6 separate regions of the Mus musculus genome follow, and regions 1, 2, 3, 5 and 6 are each linked to region 4. The links are chromatin contacts, called in public Hi-C, HiCAR-type and promoter capture Hi-C maps. All regions are on one chromosome and are shown on one strand. Each heading gives the region's core, a stretch centred on a gene start, on an enhancer-like site or on the middle of the called end of the contact. The rest is flanking DNA. Distances are from core to core; before and after follow the strand shown.

The links. Promoter capture Hi-C pulls out the DNA fragments that hold promoters and counts their contacts. Hi-C and Micro-C count contacts between places; a contact is called where the count stands out from the background. HiCAR-type assays count read pairs that join an accessible place to other places. Capture Hi-C pulls out chosen DNA fragments and counts their contacts.
Region 1: a contact with region 4 is called in a promoter capture Hi-C map of liver, with 3 times the contacts expected there. The contact joins the promoter of Wdr1 here to the promoter of Mrfap1 in region 4. A contact is called at or near these places in 2 of 39 promoter capture datasets (the 3T3-L1 cell line and liver).
Region 2: a contact with region 4 is called in a promoter capture Hi-C map of adipose tissue, with 2.4 times the contacts expected there. The contact joins the promoter of Tmem128 here to the promoter of Mrfap1 in region 4. A contact is called at or near these places in 1 of 39 promoter capture datasets (the 3T3-L1 cell line) and 1 of 9 other capture datasets (adipose tissue).
Region 3: a HiCAR-type map of astrocytes shows a contact between it and region 4, with 4 times the contacts expected there. The contact joins the promoter of Zbtb49 here to the promoter of Mrfap1 in region 4. A contact is called at or near these places in 1 of 39 promoter capture datasets (pre-B cells) and 1 of 115 datasets of contacts at active chromatin or transcription factors (astrocytes).
Region 5: a Hi-C map of B cells shows a contact between it and region 4, with 5 read pairs. The contact joins the promoter of Acox3 here to the promoter of Mrfap1 in region 4. A contact is called at or near these places in 6 of 39 promoter capture datasets (3T3-L1-derived adipocytes, hematopoietic stem and progenitor cells, liver and 2 more), 1 of 484 Hi-C or Micro-C datasets (B cells) and 2 of 9 other capture datasets (adipose tissue and liver).
Region 6: a contact with region 4 is called in a promoter capture Hi-C map of pre-B cells, with 2.2 times the contacts expected there. The contact joins the promoter of Lrpap1 here to the promoter of Mrfap1 in region 4. A contact is called at or near these places in 2 of 39 promoter capture datasets (embryonic stem cells and pre-B cells).

What each region holds. Positions count from the first base shown.
Region 1 is chr5:38,560,022-38,562,948 of GRCm38.p6, reverse strand. It overlaps Wdr1 (WD repeat domain 1), which reads left to right and starts at 1,250. Exons shown (of 15, transcript NM_011715.3): 1 at 1,250-1,433; 2 at 1,748-1,869. The coding sequence starts at 1,418.
Region 2 is chr5:38,258,933-38,261,986 of GRCm38.p6, reverse strand. Tmem128 (transmembrane protein 128) reads right to left here and starts at 1,802. Exons shown (of 5, transcript NM_025480.4): 1 at 1,495-1,802. The coding sequence starts at 1,585.
Region 3 is chr5:38,218,993-38,221,854 of GRCm38.p6, reverse strand. It overlaps Zbtb49 (zinc finger and BTB domain containing 49), which reads left to right and starts at 1,401. Exons shown (of 8, transcript NM_029162.3): 1 at 1,401-1,532. It overlaps Lyar (Ly1 antibody reactive clone), which reads right to left and starts at 1,373. Exons shown (of 9, transcript NM_025281.3): 1 at 1,220-1,373.
Region 4 is chr5:36,795,182-36,798,166 of GRCm38.p6, reverse strand. Mrfap1 (Morf4 family associated protein 1) reads left to right here and starts at 1,413. Exons shown (of 2, transcript NM_026242.3): 1 at 1,413-1,964; 2 at 2,223-2,985. The coding sequence starts at 1,574. The coding sequence ends at 1,951.
Region 5 is chr5:35,581,734-35,584,433 of GRCm38.p6, reverse strand. It overlaps Acox3 (acyl-Coenzyme A oxidase 3, pristanoyl), which reads right to left and starts at 1,400. Exons shown (of 19, transcript NM_030721.3): 1 at 1,300-1,400; 2 at 459-558. It overlaps 4931431C16Rik (RIKEN cDNA 4931431C16 gene), which reads left to right. Exons shown (of 4, transcript NR_045807.1): 4 at 860-2,700.
Region 6 is chr5:35,104,366-35,107,065 of GRCm38.p6, reverse strand. It overlaps Lrpap1 (low density lipoprotein receptor-related protein associated protein 1), which reads left to right and starts at 1,367. Exons shown (of 8, transcript NM_013587.3): 1 at 1,367-1,587. The coding sequence starts at 1,375.

The DNA of each region.
Region 1 (2,927 bases), core at 1-2,500, 1.8 Mb before region 4:
TCTGTCTTTCTGTCTCTACTATCCCCTCAACTCTCCTCCCCATGTCCTAAATAAGCTATTTCCATATTATACTGTTCTGTGGCTGGTACCTCAGGGGGAGGGGATGCCTCAGTTCAGGATGGGCCCTCAGAGGCACCCCTTTCCCCCACAACATACTGCACCTCCACCAAACATATCCCTGGCTTCTTTTTCTTTTCTTTTCTTTTTTTATATAAAACATAACAGGTGGGATCCCTAGACAAGCAATCCTGGCAAACAAAAGGTCACAGAGGGCAGGGGGTAACATTCATAGAACCTTAAAAATACTAGTCTATCAGCACAAGAGACTAGGTACTAAGGAAAACAGACTTTTCAAAAAATACTGAGGTTCCCACACAGGACCTACCGAGTACACTTAAACTCTTCTCTACGAAACCTGGGCACTCCTATAGGCTATAAATTCATTTAACTGCTAACTAGATGGCAGTTAAGATTAAGATAAGCTAGAGGAGAATCAGGTGGGTGTCCAGGTGAACCAGGAGAGTGGGGTGGGACTGGTCCGCAGGGTAATTAACAAACCTGGCTCCAAAGCAGAAATGGACTTTTTCATTTGCTGCAAATTCCTAAGAGCTCTCCTTTGAAAGCCCACTTTCCGGGTTTCCAACTAGGGCTTCAGAACTTTTCAATCAAGTAACCAGAGGACTTCATCTTGCCCTAATCAAAACCTGCGAGACTCAGAAAATTCCAGGTTTTGCTTTCTTTCCCTCTCCATGAAAAGAATTCCACCCTCACGCCCTCCCCAGAGCGTGTTAGGAAACAACCCCTGCCATCCTTAAGAATTACAGTTCTTTATTCTTGGCTTCTTTGCTACTAGGAAGTTTCATGCAGGAGGGAGAGGGAGTGAGACGGGGAAGTTCCTAAACATACCCAGTGAAAGGCAAACAAACAAAACCCCATACGCCCAGTGGCTTCAAGTCTTTTGCAAGCCGGGGCGCCAAGCTGGCGTTGGAAAGCTCGAGAAAGATCTGCTCCACAAGAAGGCTCCCGGTGCAAAGGCAGACAGCCCAAGAAAAAAAACCCTCCCGCCCCGCACCTACAACCCTCCGCGCCGCCTTTTCACGGGTCGCGTCACGTCACTTCCGGGGCGGGCCCGCAAGCGGGGCGGGGCGGTGTCCGCGCAGGCTCGTGGGGCTGCAGCCTCCGAGCCGAGCGCTTGACTATATATGGTCAAAGCTGGGGGCGAGCCGCGCCGGGGCCGCGCTTCCGGGTTGGGTTGTCCGCAGCGGTAGCGCGCGGGGCAGGCGCGTACGGGTCTCGGAGCCGGGTCTCGGACCGCCCCCTCCGCGCCCGGCACGCCCGGCGCCGCCTTCCGCGCTGTCCCTGGGCTCGGCCACTGCGAGGTTCCACTCGAGCGCAGCGCCGTAACAAGTGGGCGAGGATGCCGTACGAGATCAGTGAGTGCGTGGGCCTCCGCGCGCGGCCGCCGGCTTCTGGGGTCGGGTGCAGGCGGGAGGGCGCGGCCGGGGTCTTGCACGGCCGCGGGGGTGCGGGCCGGGGACCCCGGAGTGGGCGTTGTGGACTGGGCCGGCCGAGCTGCGGGAGGGACCCCGGGGCCTGACCGCCGCCGCCCGGGAAGTCCGCCGGTCGTGCCCGCAGGCGGCAACAGGTGACCGGCTCGGGACCCCCAGCGCTGACTGACTGCAACTCCCTGGGTCCCGCGAGGCCGGGATTGCCCCTCATGCACCGTGCCGGGTTTGTATCTCCCCAGAGAAGGTGTTCGCCAGCCTCCCCCAGGTGGAGCGGGGCGTCTCTAAGATCCTCGGTGGAGACCCCAAGGGCGATCATTTCCTCTACACCAATGGCAAGTGCGTCATCCTAAGAAACATCGATGTGAGTACTCTTGTGCCCGGCGGGGCCTGCTTCCGTCCCTACCCTGCGAGCTACCTTCAGAGTCGGGAAATTCTTGCCCTTCCGCCCCCTCACCTCCCAGTCAGTTGGCCTGGGGAGAGGGGAGCCACGCCCCTTCTGCCCAGGAGCCACACCTTGGAGGCTCAGTGGACTGGACTGGACTGGTGGTGGTGTCATCCACCTCTACCCCCACAGCCCCGTAGACTGGCAAACTAAGACTTGGGTCTCTTCAGTCCTTAGAGCCAAGGGCTTTGAGTCTGCTGCTGCTTGATCATGGGGTGGCTGTTGATTGGCCCTTCCTGAGCCCAGTTTCCGCATTGGGGAAATGGAGATAGGGAAATGATCCTCCACTTCCCCTGGCTGCCTTGGCTGGCTGAATGAGCTGGTCAGCTGTCCTAATGCTGTCTGTACCTGGCATAAATGGAGCACTTGGTAAATGGCCCTTGTGCTTAATCATCCTAATACCCTGGGCTTCCTGGTATGCTAGAGCCCAGGCCTACACACCCTGTCCTCTGAATGCCAACTGTTACAGACTTGAGTCTCTGAGAGGAAACAGGAACTAGTGAATTCCTCTGGATGGTTCTCTGAAAATGACCTGCTGTCCCCAGAGCAGCAGCTTTTTGGGAGGCCCTTGCAAATTCATGTTTTTTTCCTCTGGTTGTTGAAATGAGTCAGTCTGCTGGGCCTCCTCTCCATTTCCAGGATGTGGCTCAAATCTTGTCTCTCCCGTGCTCAGGCCTGAGGAATGGTGTAGGGTAGAAGCTGAAGGCTGGACTTAGGGCTATGCTTGGCAAAGGGCTGCTAGAGGGGTGGAGGGTTTGATTGACTCTTCCACCAAGGCTGTCACCTTCAGCTCCTGCACGCCAGGAACATCATTAGTCAGGTGAAGTAGCTCATGACACCCCTATCCTCCAAGAGCCTCCCAGCTGGCTGAGGGTAGACCCCAGTTTTTTTGTAAAAAGAGGCTGCAGTTTTGAACTGTGGTGGCTGCTGGCTGTGTCTTTGTAAGTCTGGTTAAACCCGACCAGTCATCAGTCCTG
Region 2 (3,054 bases), core at 553-3,052, 1.5 Mb before region 4:
GGGGAGATTTTGAGTTATGAACTCGCCCAGTTTTTTACACCAGATGAAGTCATCTCCTAGAACTTTCCAGTAACCAGAATCCCTCCCACTAAGGTGGGAGCTCCTTCTGTCAGAGCATCAGGATACGTGTATATATAGGGGCAGAGGCGTCACCCAGTGGTAGAATATATCTTGAGTATGCATGAAGTCTTGAGTTCTATGCCAAGAACCTACCAAACAAATAACAAAAATGGTAGATTTACATTTGCTGAAATAGTTAATAGGTACTCACTAGAAAATATGCTCAATATTACTGGTTATTGCTGAAAAATGAATCTTGGAATCGCATTTCATAATCTTCTAGCTACAGCAATGCCATCCAGAAGTATGGTATAGCACACACTTTATTTCACATTTCCTCTAGGGAAGTAATTAATTATGTTAACTAAGTAAAATGTCAAAAGCAGGGGAATGAGAGGGTTCAGCAGGTAACATGGTTGCTGCACAAACATGAGAACCTGAGTTCATCCCCAGCATCCACAGAGACAGGTGGATCCAGGGGCCAAGGGACATCTAGTCTCAAAAAAAATGTGGAGACCAAAAGAGCAAGATGCGCAATCTCTGGCCTCCAAAAGCACGTGTACCAATTAATGAGTGCGCATACACTAATAAAAGGAAAACGCCAAATACAATAAAATTTATACCAAAATATTTTAAACAGACATCAGCTTTTGGGGTAGCTCCAACATGGAGTAACACACCAGAGCTGTAGCCCCGGAAGACAGCATAGACTGCACAGTTGACAGGCGAGTCACTGCTCTCCCTGCAAACAAAATGAAGGGATTCCGACATGCCATCTCTGTATGAGGACTACTGGTTTCCAAGTGAGGTCTCTAGACTATCAGTCTGTAGAGAGGTTACTACTAACACAAATTCTTGAAGATATTCTCAAAATGCACACAAACTGCCAGTGTTTATTTTGAAAAGCTAACAAATAAAGTTCTTACAATATCCAGGTCAAACAGCTCTAAAATAAAGTGTATCTCATCCTTACCGTTCTCTAGCCTATAGGAAGCTAGCATGATTCGTTCCTATGAAATTGCTTTTTATTCTGTGCATCTACAGGCAAAAACACATAATGGAGTGTAGTTCGTACCCAAATGGTGACATGTCATAAATATTGTTCTGAGATACCTTCTGAAAACGGCCCACAGGGATACAGAAAAGTCTATCTGATGTCCAGGCAGAGATACATCTAATCCAAACTGATTTTTGCTAGCTTTCTGCTGACAGGCAGCTAAGTACATACATCCGTACCGTATTACATTGGGGCAAAGCTGAAGTGGTCGGTTTTGGTTTTAGTTTTAAAGGGGGTTTCCAAGCCGGCATTAAGTCGACTCTCCACGGAATGCGGAAATACGGCTCAGGGGAGGATGGGATGGTTGAAAGACCTGTCAGGACCCTGGACACCGACTCGCGGCCCCACTCTGGGCCCCAGAGTCTGGGGAGCCTCACCCGGCTTGGCCTCGTCCTCGCAGTCCAGCTCTACTTCGGAAGGAAACAGGTAACGCCGCCGTAGCTGCTCCCGAGCCCACGGAGCGTCCATCTTGGCGCCCGCCAGTGCGACGGAAGTGACCGCACGCAGCACTTCCGGCGCCAGGTCCAAGGGCGGAATCTCCGGACGCTCGGAATAAAACTGTATTACCTTGGCGGTTTTAGTGGGCGAAGAAACCGCACTAAATCACCAAGAAGCACTTGAACTTTAAAATACGGATCTCTGGTCTCAGGAGCAGTGGGTCCCTGTATTATTACTATCTATGGAAGCTCTAAAGGACCAAGGTTAGCGTTGCCTCTGGCTGCGCGGTCCTGAGAACATCCAGTTTCCAGCGCCTAAACGTAGAAAATAACCTTCTATCCAAGGCTAAACTTCCAAGCCCCAGTCTCCCGGTTACTCCAGCTCTGTAGGGGTTCCACCGCTAGTCTGGGATGAGTTGTAGGCAGTCCCAGGGACAGCAAAGAACCGCCAGATTAGGGGGAAACGACCTCTGAGATTAAAAGAAATTGCACTCCCCCAACATCCCTGTCAGTTTACCAGAAAGCAGGAAAGTGACAGGGTTCATATTCAGCATTCTGAGCCCCAATAATGAGCTGTTCTTCCTCATTTTTATTTATTTATTTATTTATTTATTTTTGGTTTTTCGAGACAGGGTTTCTCTGTATAGTCCTGGCTGTCCTGGAACTCACTTTGTAGACCAGGCTGGCCTCGAACTCAGAAATCCACCTGCCTCTGCCTCCCGAGTGCTGGGATTAAAGGCGTGAGCCACCATACCCGGCTTGTTTTTCCTCACTTTTAAGGTTGTTCAGAAGTATAACTCTGAGGCAGATGATACTGCCTCAAGGTCCTCAATTTTTCACTTTCATAGCTTGGATGAGTGAAAGAGCATGCAATCTGACTAACTCTGCAGGAAACTCCCTCCCAGATGTGATGACACCTTTTGCCTCCAGAGTCTGCATTCCTCTTATAAACTGCAGCTTTCCCCAGTTTCTGGGAATTCATTTTGGAAGCAATTCCCCCTTGTTCCAATTTGCTGTAAATAAGGTTTTTGTTTGTTTGTTGTTGTTGTTGTTGTTGTTTGTTTTGATTTGTTTTATTTTTCTGTGATCACTACTTTGGTATTCTGTTCATTTTGTCTCTGGTAATACTTACAGGTTGCATGGCTTTGGGCAAGGAAGGAACCCAAGACTATTTGCTTTTCTGCCTAATAGACATTATATCCATCTCTATATCTGGTTTGTTGGGCTTGAGGGAAAACCAATGGTTTAGGGATCCTGTGAGCCCTCTTCTCTCGGCTTGTGAAAAATAGCCCTCTCTGGACTGTGGGAACCAGCCTTCTTTTCCAGCCAATTGTTCCCACCACCCAGTGCCCATAATCTGCATTTCACTGGATCACAACTTATTCTTCTATCAAGAGTCCTATTGTTTATTCTCCTACTCTTTCCCTAGTGAGTCATGAGCTGAGAAAGTTTGTGCTTAACCAGTCAAGCGTGTATTGCACCTGCTATTCACTATGAACT
Region 3 (2,862 bases), core at 152-2,651, 1.4 Mb before region 4:
TAGATTCTGGGTGCTGAGAACTGAACTCAGGTCCCCTGGAAGAACAGCAAATACTCTTAATCCCTGAGCCATGCCTCCAGCCCCCTACCTTGTCTCTCTCTCTCTCTCTCTCTCTCTCTCTCTCTCTCACTGGGAGTTTATTAAGCGAGCTGGATAGAGAGCCACAGGGTTCTGTCACCACATCTTGCTTTTTAACCTGGGTTCTGGGCATGGAAATTCATGTCCTCATGCTTGTGTGTCAAGCACTTTACAGACTGGACTATCACTTGTTTAACTCATGTACACACAGAGACAATATTTGCCCTAAAACCAGGCCATCTTAAAGGCCAGGCAGGCAACTGCTCCCTTTAAACTTCAATTTCTCCCCATCTCTGAAATAGGGAGTCGGCCCACTATAACTAGGCACAAGCTCCTTCCAGAATTCCTAGAAATCACAGGTACACTAAAAGATAAAAAAACAGCACATATCTCCACCCTCTTGGGACCCCAGGGGAAGACTATGAGTGGGCCACATGTTTCCACTGAAGCTCAAAGAATCCAAGCCATGCCCCTGCTTCGGTAGAGGCAGTTCAAGTCTCCTCACCACAGCTTCATATGAATAACTTGCAGGTGTTAGGCACTACGGTAGACACTAAACTCTTGACACAATTTGAGCAGGCTTCATATCCCTGGGCTTCGCTGGGCAGAAGCTAGGCTTTCGGGCACATAGACCCCTATCATCTCTCTTACCTCTATCTCCTAGGAGGTAGCTGCTGCAGGAAAAATCCTGACACATGCTGAGCAACCACTATACGCCAAGCCTTTTACCCCTGTAAACTTCACACACACCCTAAATTAGATTCTCTGGTATCCCTTTTGGACAGACGTGGAGCTGGGCACCACTAGGTTAAGTAGCTTGTATCTAGATCGATATTTGGGGGTTCGCGGGCACTTAGGTCTTTGGTCCTCTGAGCTCCAGGAGCCATAAGGTCCTTCCTCCGGACCTAGTTCTCGAGCCTCAGAGAAAAGCCCTCTCCCCATCAGCCAGCAGGTCTATAAGCCCTGTGCGCTGAGGACTAACCGTACCATCTGGCCGGCCCCGAGTGCCGGACTAAAAACCGGGATGCAATATCTCCAGGAACTCAAAAGGCTAGGTTTTGCCCGCGAGCGAGTCCTCAAGGAAGGCAGCCATGCCACCATCGCCCTTCCTCCATGTCCCGGGGCTCCAAGCAGTTCTCACCTGTCAGCCGACCCCGCCAACGGTCTCAACCGGCCGCCGGGAGCACGTGGAGCGGCAGCCACCCAGCGTAGCACCGCCACCGGCTCGCCCAGCCACCCCGCGCAGAACTCAATCCCGGCGGCGCGCGCCAACGCGCGTGCGCGCAGAGGCCACGCCCCTCCCAGACGGAAGTGACGGCGGCGGAAGTTGCCGATGAGCTGCCGAGGGGGCGTTGTCGGAATGGTTCCGAGGCGGTTGGAGTCCTGCAGTTGACACCGAGAGTGCGACGAGAAAGGGTGTCAGGGAGGCGGCCGGGCGAGAGCGGCCTCCGCGGGTAAGGCGGCCCGGGACACTCGACTCCCGTGGGTTGGCGCGGGTAGGGTGCGCGCGGCTTACTCGCAGCGCTGTGTGATGGGGCTCGGCGGAGCACAAAGCTAAGCTCCGGGCACCGGAGCCGGGCCTCCTCCTTCCTGCAGTCACCCTTGCTGCGGTCTGCGCCGCTCTTGGTGTCTGCGTCGCCCCGAGATAGGAGAGGCGCTTATTTCCCCGGGCCCCTAAGCCGCCCCCTGCCTCACTCACCGCGTGATCCTAGGTGCCATGGTGTTCCATCTGTAGGATGCTATTACTGCAGCGCCTACTCCTCGGGACCACGGCAGGTGCTGGGCGCGCCTCTGTGGGAAAGACAGCATCTGGTATACGTTAGTGGGCACTGTTGCTTAAATGACTGAATGAACGTCCAGCAGGCTATGAACAGTATTGTGAGAAACCTCAACCCAGGCGTGGGCGTTTGTTGGTGACAGAGACGTCTCCTGTTTGCTGTGGCTCCTAAAGCAAGGGACAACAGATGAGGTGGTTCAGATGAGAGAGCTTTAGTTTCTCACACTTCTAGAGGACGGCGGGCCATGAATGTGGTGTCATCGGGTTTGCTTGCTTTAGAGGACTGTCCTGGCTTACTGGTGGTCACTCTTGCTGTATCCCCACACAGTCTTCCCTCTGTGCCATCGCAGCTCAGGCATTTCTGCCACAGAACCCATCCGAAGAGGCTCTTTTTAATTTTTAAAATACAGTTGCCTTCTTAAGGGTGTAATTGCTACAGGTATTCAAATTCTGAGGTTCTGGAGAACGCAACGGAATGCATAAAGAGCCCATTAGGTGGTATGCCCTTGTAACACCAGCACTGGGGAGGTGGCGATAGGTGGATTCCTGAAATCAGTGAGCCTCACACCTCAGTAAGAGACCCTTTCTCAAAAAAAAACAAGGTGGACGACTCCTGAGGAACAATGCCTGAGGCTGGCTTCTGGCCTCCACACATATGCACCCTTGTCTACACAAAACATGCACATATATCTGCACATACATTCAGAAAAAGGCATAAAGATAGGCACAGTAGTTAACAACGCCTAAGGACCCCTGTAAAGCTTGATATAAACAGCTTCAGGGCAAACCTCCCACAAATCATCCACCAGTGTTAACTGCCTGACAGAATTACCCCACCAAACTCTGCCGTGGGAGCCTTTTGGTTAAAATTCTGGTGTGGGCTCCTCTTCCCTTCATTTACCTCATCCAAGCTTTTCCCCACCCCCCACTTCTCCTTGCCTTTCTCACCATGGTATTTGCATTGTTTGATGTCTTTCACAGTGATCTTTCTGCTATCATATTCTTGG
Region 4 (2,985 bases), core at 164-2,663:
AAACAACTCCAAGAAGAATTGCTTCTGTTTCTTTCCTTAATGTGACACTGATACATTATTGGTAACTCAGAGGGAATCACTAATGGGTACAATCCATGTGCAGGGTTTTGGGTGGATTCATGGGTTCAACTAATTTGCTGGGTTGTACAGTAGAAGCTGTCTTAGCCATAGAGATCACATTCCCACCAATTAAGACGGGAGGGAGGGGCAGAGTGAGAGGGTGAGGGAGGGGAAGGGAGAGTAGTAGCGAGAGGGAGAGAAAGAAGAGAATTTCCTGGGATCAATGTATACCAGCCTTTCCCCATGTCAGGGTTCTGCAGTCTAAGTATCCTGATGCAGTGTGCAACAGTATCCCATTGTCCTCTGAACCATTTGCTTATTCATGTTCTTACCCTGGATTATTTTTAAACAAAAGCCACTGAGTGTAGAGTCCAATTAAAGATATGCACTTTATATATGCCTATGGTTGGTTTTTGCAAAATGGTTTCACGACTTGTGGTTAGAAAACCAGTGAGATACATAGTTTAGATTCCTGAGAAAGTACTGTCTGATCGTAGACTAAGAATTCGGCATCTCCCCTTAAAGTTCAGTGTTGGTTGAGTAACAGTTACGCAAATGTAGTCGTCTGAGCCAACTTCTGTCCTTTCCACAGCAAGTGATCACCAACTGAATGTGACCTGGGGCCTCAGAAAGCATCAGACAATAGTTTCACCTTAGGAAGCCAGGAGCTCTGTCAGGTAAAAACACACCCAGCCACTCCGTCAATCAAGATATGATAATTCACTTAAACTAACCAAAGGGGCGGAGCTATGAGCAGGATGACTGTCCACACATGGCTTTCCAAGATTCCTCTTTCCCCAGTTTCGAAAAACTGTTTTTGTTGTTGTTGTTGTTGTTTGTTTGGTGGTTTTGATTTGTTTTGAAACAGGGTCTATGTACTGAACTCACTATGTACACCAGGATGACCTCAAACTCAAGGATCGGTCTGCCTGCCGCCTCTACCTCCCAGGTGCTGGAATTAAAGGCGGGCTCTTTTTCTTTTTTAAAAGTAAACTTGTCGGGTGCGGTGGCTCACACCTGCGACACGGGAAGCTACGGCAAGAGGACTGCCTAGAGTTCAAGATCAGTTTAAGCCAAATAATTGAGTTCCAGGCCAGCCTTGGCTACAGCGTGAGGTCCTGTTTCAAAAAGTAAATAAATAAAATCGGAATAAGATACAGGAAGGGACGAACTTCGCATCACCCAGAGCAGCTGCAAAAGCTGCGAAAGGGAGGCCGACCTAATGTCAGCGCGCGGCCGCAGAGGCGCTCGCCCCGCCCCTTCGTGGACGCGAGCGCGCCCGCCCCTTTCAGCGCGGCCGTAAAGAGGGGGCGCGGAGGTGTCGTGAAAGGGGTCGCAAAGCGCCGAGCGCTGGTTGACGGTTGAGACTCCATTTTGTTCGTCGCTCGCCCGCTCGGCAGTCACTCGTCTCCGTGGCTTCTCCGAGGCGGAAAGTTGGACCGGCGGCGGAAGTTTTGAGGACTCGGCCCGAGCTCCGTCCGTGAGGGTCGTGCAGACGAGCAGAGCAGCGGCGATGCGGCCCCTGGACGCGGTGGAGCTGGCGGAGCCCGAGGAGGTGGAGGTGCTGGAGCCCGAGGAGGACTTCGAGCAGTTTCTGCTGCCCGTCATCCACGAGATGCGCGAGGACATCGCGTCGCTGACGCGCGAGCGCGGGCGCGCGCCGGCGCGCAACCGGGGCAAGCTGTGGGAGATGGACAATATGCTGATCCAGATCAAGACGCAGGTCGAGGCCTCCGAGGAGAGCGCCCTCAACCACCTGCAGGGTGCCGGCGGCGCCGAGCCCCGCGGCCCCCGGGCGGAGAAGGCCGACGAGAAGGCGCAGGAGATGGCGAAGATGGCCGAGATGCTGGTGCAGCTCGTGCGGCGGATAGAGAAGAGCGAGTCTTCGTGAGGAGCCGGCCGCGGTAAGGGCGGGAGCCTGGCGGGGCGTGGGCGACGGTGGGGGAGGAGGCTGGCTTGTCGCCTCGGGAGTAAACTAGGCCCCCCCTGGGGAAGGAGTAATAGCAAATCGTCGGCGGGGAGACCGTGGAAGTTTCCAGATGGTGCTGGAGAGCATGGGGCCCTAAGTGAGACAGCGTCCAGAAGGGGGCCGGGTATTTGCTTTGCTGTCCGGACAGCGTGATTAACCTCTCGGTGATGAATCTCTCCCGCCCGTGCCTTAGGTTTCCAGCCAATGGATTCTGGTTGAGTGATGGCGATTGGCTGACATGACACCCTGGAGAAGCTGAAACCAGAGAGCCTTTTGTTTTCCTTTTTTTTTTTTTTTATCTCCTTCTTATTTTTTTTTCTTTTCCCCTCTGTCTTCCCTCTGTTTCTCACTGACACTACGTTTCTGCTATGGTCTGCGGTTGACGACCTCGATATGAGTTTTTGATTATTCGGTGGTTCCTTTTTTTTGTTTGTTTGGGGGAAATAACTTTGATTTGGAAAATGCGCTCACATACGGGAATTAGGGCCTAGATTGTAAGCCCTGTGGCAGTTGAATAACGTTCATTCCTGGCCTTTGGTTGTTGTTCCTAAATTTTGAGGTGCTTTGCTCTTTCTTGGGTGACCTGATAGCTCCCTGAACTTTGAATCTCTGTGACACTTGAGACTCAGAGTTGAAGCTCACCGCCTCTGAAAGTTCTGAAGGAGCTGTGTTAATTCTCGAAGACTCCATGCAGCAATGGCAGAAGAGACCAGACTTCATCCGGGACAGTGGATGGGCCTTACATGGCTAGGACTGATGACCTGGGAGAAGGGTCGGAGGATAGTATTGTTTCTATTGGGGGACTTTAATTTCTGTGTGAGACCAAAGGAGGAGAGATGTATTTTGTGCAAAATTTAAATTTTATGTGCTACACTATCTATTGTAACCTGCCTGGTGAGTTTGTTGGGACAGCCTAACTCATTTCTAAAAGAAATGGAACCTCGGATGGGAGAAGA
Region 5 (2,700 bases), core at 151-2,650, 1.2 Mb after region 4:
CTCACTTCTTCTTCTTCTTCTTTTTTTTTTTTTTTTTTTTTTCCTGAGACAGGGTTTCTCTGTATAGCCCTGGCTGTCTTAGAACTCACTTTGTAGACCAGGCTGGCCTCAAACTCAGAAATCCACCTGCCTCTGCCTCCCAAGTGGTCACTCACTTCTTAATTAGCATGCCACAATAGTTCAATGAGAAGGAACCATTTTTGTGACAACTGTGGAGAGGACAAAGTTCTCATACTCAAAAATCACCTGCCCTGGCACAGATTCATAGGTAATGAGAAAGTGAATTTCTTCTTAATTAAAAACATCGATGGCAAAGGAGCAAGGTGCTTTGGTCTAGATCCCAAAGATCCCAAGCCACATGAGGCTACCAACACAGCCACACTGGTGCAGATCAAACAAACAAAGCCCACAGAGCCAAGCTGCCTCAATAATACAGTTTACCAATTCTGTGAACTTACCGACCTGCTTTGTCCCCGTTTCTCAGAAGCAACGATAACTCTGCACACGGGGCAGTGTCTGCCACGTTCCTGGGACTCAAATCAGGCACTTGTGATGTTCCTGAGGTAAATGACAGTTTCATTATCACTGTTCTGACACAACTTTCCTCCAGTCCTTTAGTCTATTCAAAATAAAAAATTATGAGGCCCTAGTTTTGGTCTGAAGTCCTATATGGATGTCCCCTACAGACCAGACCCAACCAACATAGAGTCATTAACATCACACATTGTGTTATCAGACTGAAACTTTCAGGACACCTGGGAGATTGGTACCACCTGACCTTACGGTAAGGATTTCCTTCCTGCTTCAGTCTTACAACAAAGTAGCAGATGACCTGACCTTGTTTCTGTTCCTCTTCTAGGTCCCGCTTTTAAGAGTCAGTGTTATGTTGGCATAATGGACTGACCCATGATGCCAAGACTGAGTCAGGAGGATAGCGTTCGAGGGCAGCCGGATCAACTGAGACTCAAACGGAGAACTAAGGTTTCAGGTGTAGATCAGCGGTAGCGCACTTCCTTAAGAATTCGCTAAGTCCACAATGCACTTGAGAAGTATAAATAGTGTCCTGCCCGGGCACAGTAGGGAGCAGTCCTCAGACACTACAAATTCAACTTACAAGCTAACTTTGTTCTGTCTTGGGATACCTCCCGGCCGCCGAGCAGATTGTAAAAAGCTGCGGTCAGTTCGTTCTCCCGCTAGCGAGTATGATGTCAGGCAGAGTGCAAACGCCAGCAGTCACCCCAGCCTGAGCTCCTGCAAACCCTTCCTGTCTGGAATCTCCCGGGCCCGGCACGTCCTCACCTCCCGGATCCAGCTTGGGATTCGTGGTCCTAGTCAACCCGGCGTCTGGAGGACACTATTTATCAGGAATATCCTGACTTCTGAGGGCGGAGCAAGCTGGTGGTGCCGCCCCGCCCCACCCCGCCCCATCCCGGACATCATCCCTCCCTTGACTGGGGTTGCTGCCGGCTGAAGCCTTGCGTCATCATTCTGAGCCGCCCCGTCGCCAGGGAAACGCGGACGCTTCCGAGAGCTCAGCTCAAATGCGGTTCCGGGTTTAGAGTTTAAAGGATTTCATTCCGGTTGCCTTCTCCCGGGTTAGATGCTTCGGGCTTATTCAGAAACCGCCTTCGGTCAGAGCTGTCGTGTTTAGGTCCAGGCCTCTCGTGGCTCTGGGAGCACTTCCAGGAGAGTTGGACCGCGGATCCATTAAGATGCACTTTACTCAGAATTGCTCCTAATTTTCCAGATGGCTTCCTTGCTAGGCACTCCTAAATAGTGCTCGAGTTGGCAGATTCCCAAAGTCACTACAGAACTGCTCAGCGCACCCCTGGCTAGGAGTTTCTGAGCAAATATCTGCTTGTCCAGCCAGGACTTTCATCATTGTGGTACAGCTGAGAGGAAATGTGTGCCTGCATGGGTACAGCTGATACCTTTGAAAAGGACTAAAATGATGGATAATGGAGTTAGGGCCAGAGAAAGATGCTGAATTCCGTTTCAGAGACAGACTTAAGGCATTGGGATCAGACACAAGTGGACTCTGCCGCTGCCAGCTAAGGCTGGGAGCTGCTTGCCTTACTGCATAACTACTTTGTCCGCAGCAATTACTGCATTTATGGCTCTGACTCAGAACACACTTGCAGTCACAGGTGTCAGTGGGGCTTTCCTATTGGAAAGTAGGGAGTCCTGCACATGGGTCATGAACTCATAATGGAGAGGACTGACTCCAGAAAGAGGTCCTTCAATCTCCAGGAACATTCCCTGGTACATTAGTGCCTGCACACACTATACAATTATTATTATTATTACTAATAATAGTACTAATAATTATTAATAATAATAATAGCAAAGGGAAATGACTGAAGGGAGGGCAGCCTAAGGAATATGATTGCTCCCACCATAAACAGTCACCAAATAAACTCAGATAAACCAAGAACAAATGCATCCTTCTCACCTGGGGTGCAGTTGTCACAGGGCCTCCCACCACCAAGCAGGGGAACCTGGCAGCAAAGGCAGAAGACAGCAGCCACCAACCCTGGATGCCTTGCTCTAGTCTAGCCTAGAAGTTTCCGGAAACAGAGAAGCACTCCTACCCAGTCACCTTCATAGTGCCTGAACAGCTGGTAAGATTGTCTTCTGCCTTTCTGAAGAGTCTGAATGGGCAGTCAGTCTCCACCGGCATTTACAACCTGAACTCTGTCA
Region 6 (2,700 bases), core at 118-2,617, 1.7 Mb after region 4:
CAAACAAAAACAAAACCCTCTCTCCTATCTGAAAAGGAGACATTTTAGGCCGGGCAAAGTGGTGCACACCTTTAATCCCAGTATCTGGGAGGCAGAGGCATACAAATCTCTGAGTTTGAGGCTAGTTTGGTCTATATAGTGAATGCCAGGATAACCAGAGCTAACCAAACCAAACCAAAAATAGATCTCAGAAAACAGGTGCTAACGTCTGCAAACCACCAGGGTTCCAGATATACTGAACCCTTTTTGTGGAAACACAAAATACAGCTTAAAACTATTAAAAAAAGAAAAAAGCACCACTCCCCCCAAATATCCCCTACCCTTGTCCTCCATGTATCTCCCTATTGGAGACCCTTTCTGGTTGTACTGGTTAGTTTTGTGTCAACTTGACACAGCTGGAGTTATCACAGAGAAAGGAGCTTCAGTTGGGGAAATGCCTCCACAAGATCCAACTGTAAGGCATTTTCTCAATTAGTGATCAAGTGGGGAGGTCCCCTTGTGATTGGTACCATCTCTGGGCTGGCAGTCTTGGTTCTATAAGAGAGCAGGCTGAGCAAGCCAGGGGAAGCAAGCCAGTAAGGAACATCCCTCCATGGCCTCTGCTCGGCTCCTGCTTCCTGACCTGCTTGAGTTCCAGTCCTGACTTCCTTGGTGATGAACAGCAGCATGGAAGTGTAAGCCGAATAAACCCTTTCCTCCCTAACTTGCTTCTTGATCATGATGTTTGTGCAGGAATAGAAACCCTGACTAAGACACTGGTCATCCTTACCAGACGACTCTTCTGCCTGTCCCTCCTGGGCCCAAACTGCTGGTGCCTGTACCAGACTCCTGGGTTCCTCGAGCACCAGGTTGTCACCAGGCCAGGCCATGTCCCCAACAGGCTTGCTGGGCCTCACTATGTCCATTGGATTTTCTCCAGGGCTGCAGGTGCAGAGACTAGGCAAGTGCACAAAGCCTTCCAAACAGAAACCCCGGAGGGGAAGTGTCTGGGATGTGTCCCAAAGACGGAGCTGAGATAGCTGCTCCCGGGTTTAATGGCAAAATCATCTTCCGCCGCACTTCTTGTGTGATTACGAGGAGTGGGGCGGTGCATAAGTGCGCTTTCCCAGCTGCTTCTCCTTACAGCCCCGCTAGTGAGCTCTGAATTTTGCAGCCCCAGCGTGAAAATACCTTGGGATAATTGCTCTTTGCTGGTGTTGGGCAGGGCGGAGCCAGAGACCGAAAAGTGGGCAGTCATATGGGCGGGGCCTGGGGTGGGCGGGATCGGATTGAGAAGGGAGGCGGGGCCTCGCGGAGACCGGTTGATGGGCGGGGCTACAGATGGGCGGTCCTACAAGACCCAGTCCTGTCAGTCTGCTAGCGCTTCAGAGGAAGATGGCGCCTCGAAGAGAGAGGGTCTCTACGCTGCCCCGGCTCCAACTGCTAGTGCTGTTGTTGCTGCCGCTGATGCTTGTGCCCCAGCCCATAGCAGGCCATGGCGGCAAGTACTCGCGAGAGAAGAACGAGCCGGAGATGGCCGCCAAGCGCGAGTCCGGGGAGGAGTTCCGCATGGAGAAGCTGAACCAGCTATGGGAGAAGGCCAAGCGGGTGAGCGGGGCCAGGGAGACGCGCGGGGATGGGGGCGAGGTGCTGCGTGTGAGCGAAGGAGAGCAGGGCCCTGATTGAGAGGCCAACATAACCTCTGGGACGGGGAACGGCCTACCCTTTGTACAGCCCCCCTTTAAATGTCAGGTGGGCCATCTTGACCTCACTTGTAATAAGAGACCCATAGGCCCTAAAGGAACTTGGTGCTGGTGTCAAGGGCCTGTGGTTGCCTTTAGTGCAATTAGGGACCCTAAAGAATGAGTGACACCCACCCTTCCTAGCTGTGGACACCTCTGCCCAAAAAGCTAATTTTCCAAAGAGCCAATTCAGATGGAGGTAGAGGGGAGGGGGGGCACTTTCTACATGGGGCCAGACTTGGAAGTCTTTTCTTTATCTGTATTTACTCCAATGAAAGAAAAAAAAAAACGGTGCCCTGAGATAAGACTGTATGGAGATTGCAGAAGCCCCAGTTGCTAATGGAGCTGGTTAATTTGGGTAAAGCAGTTCCTTAGGGGATTGGAATTCCTTAGTATAGGTAAACACTACACCCTGTCTGGGGAATGCTGAAGTTAGATTTAGTAGCTATGCTAATCTCTCTTCCTTTTGAAATGGAGATATCCAGAGCCTGAGGGCTGGCCTGGAACTTGGGTCCCCTCCCAGATTACAGTCCTAGGCTAGGACTTGGGCTTTTGTTTAAGTATTCTTTCAGAGCCACACTATCTTCCTCTAGAGCTTGCAGAGGGTTGCCCTTTAGCCCTCCAGCTTAAACATTCCTGAGTTTGAGGGGAGAGTAAATAATTTGCAAACTAAGTGATTTTTTAAAATAAAACCGTGTAGAACTTTGGCCCTGGAGACTTTGGATGGAGAGGTAGTTGGGAGGTTGGCTTCTGGGGAAGGGGAGTGGTGCCTCACAGACAGCTTAGTGGCCAGCCAGTGTCTTTGAGAGACTGCTGCAAGAGGGGGACAAGTGTCCAGCCTGCAAAGGTTTAGGACAGCCCTGTGGCCTGGAAAAGCAGTTCAGCTTTCTGGGGGAAGGGTCCGGGAGCAGAGCTGGGAGTGGCTGTGTGAAGAGCATGGGAGCAGTGGGAACCATCTAGGGTAAAAGGCTGGCTGTCC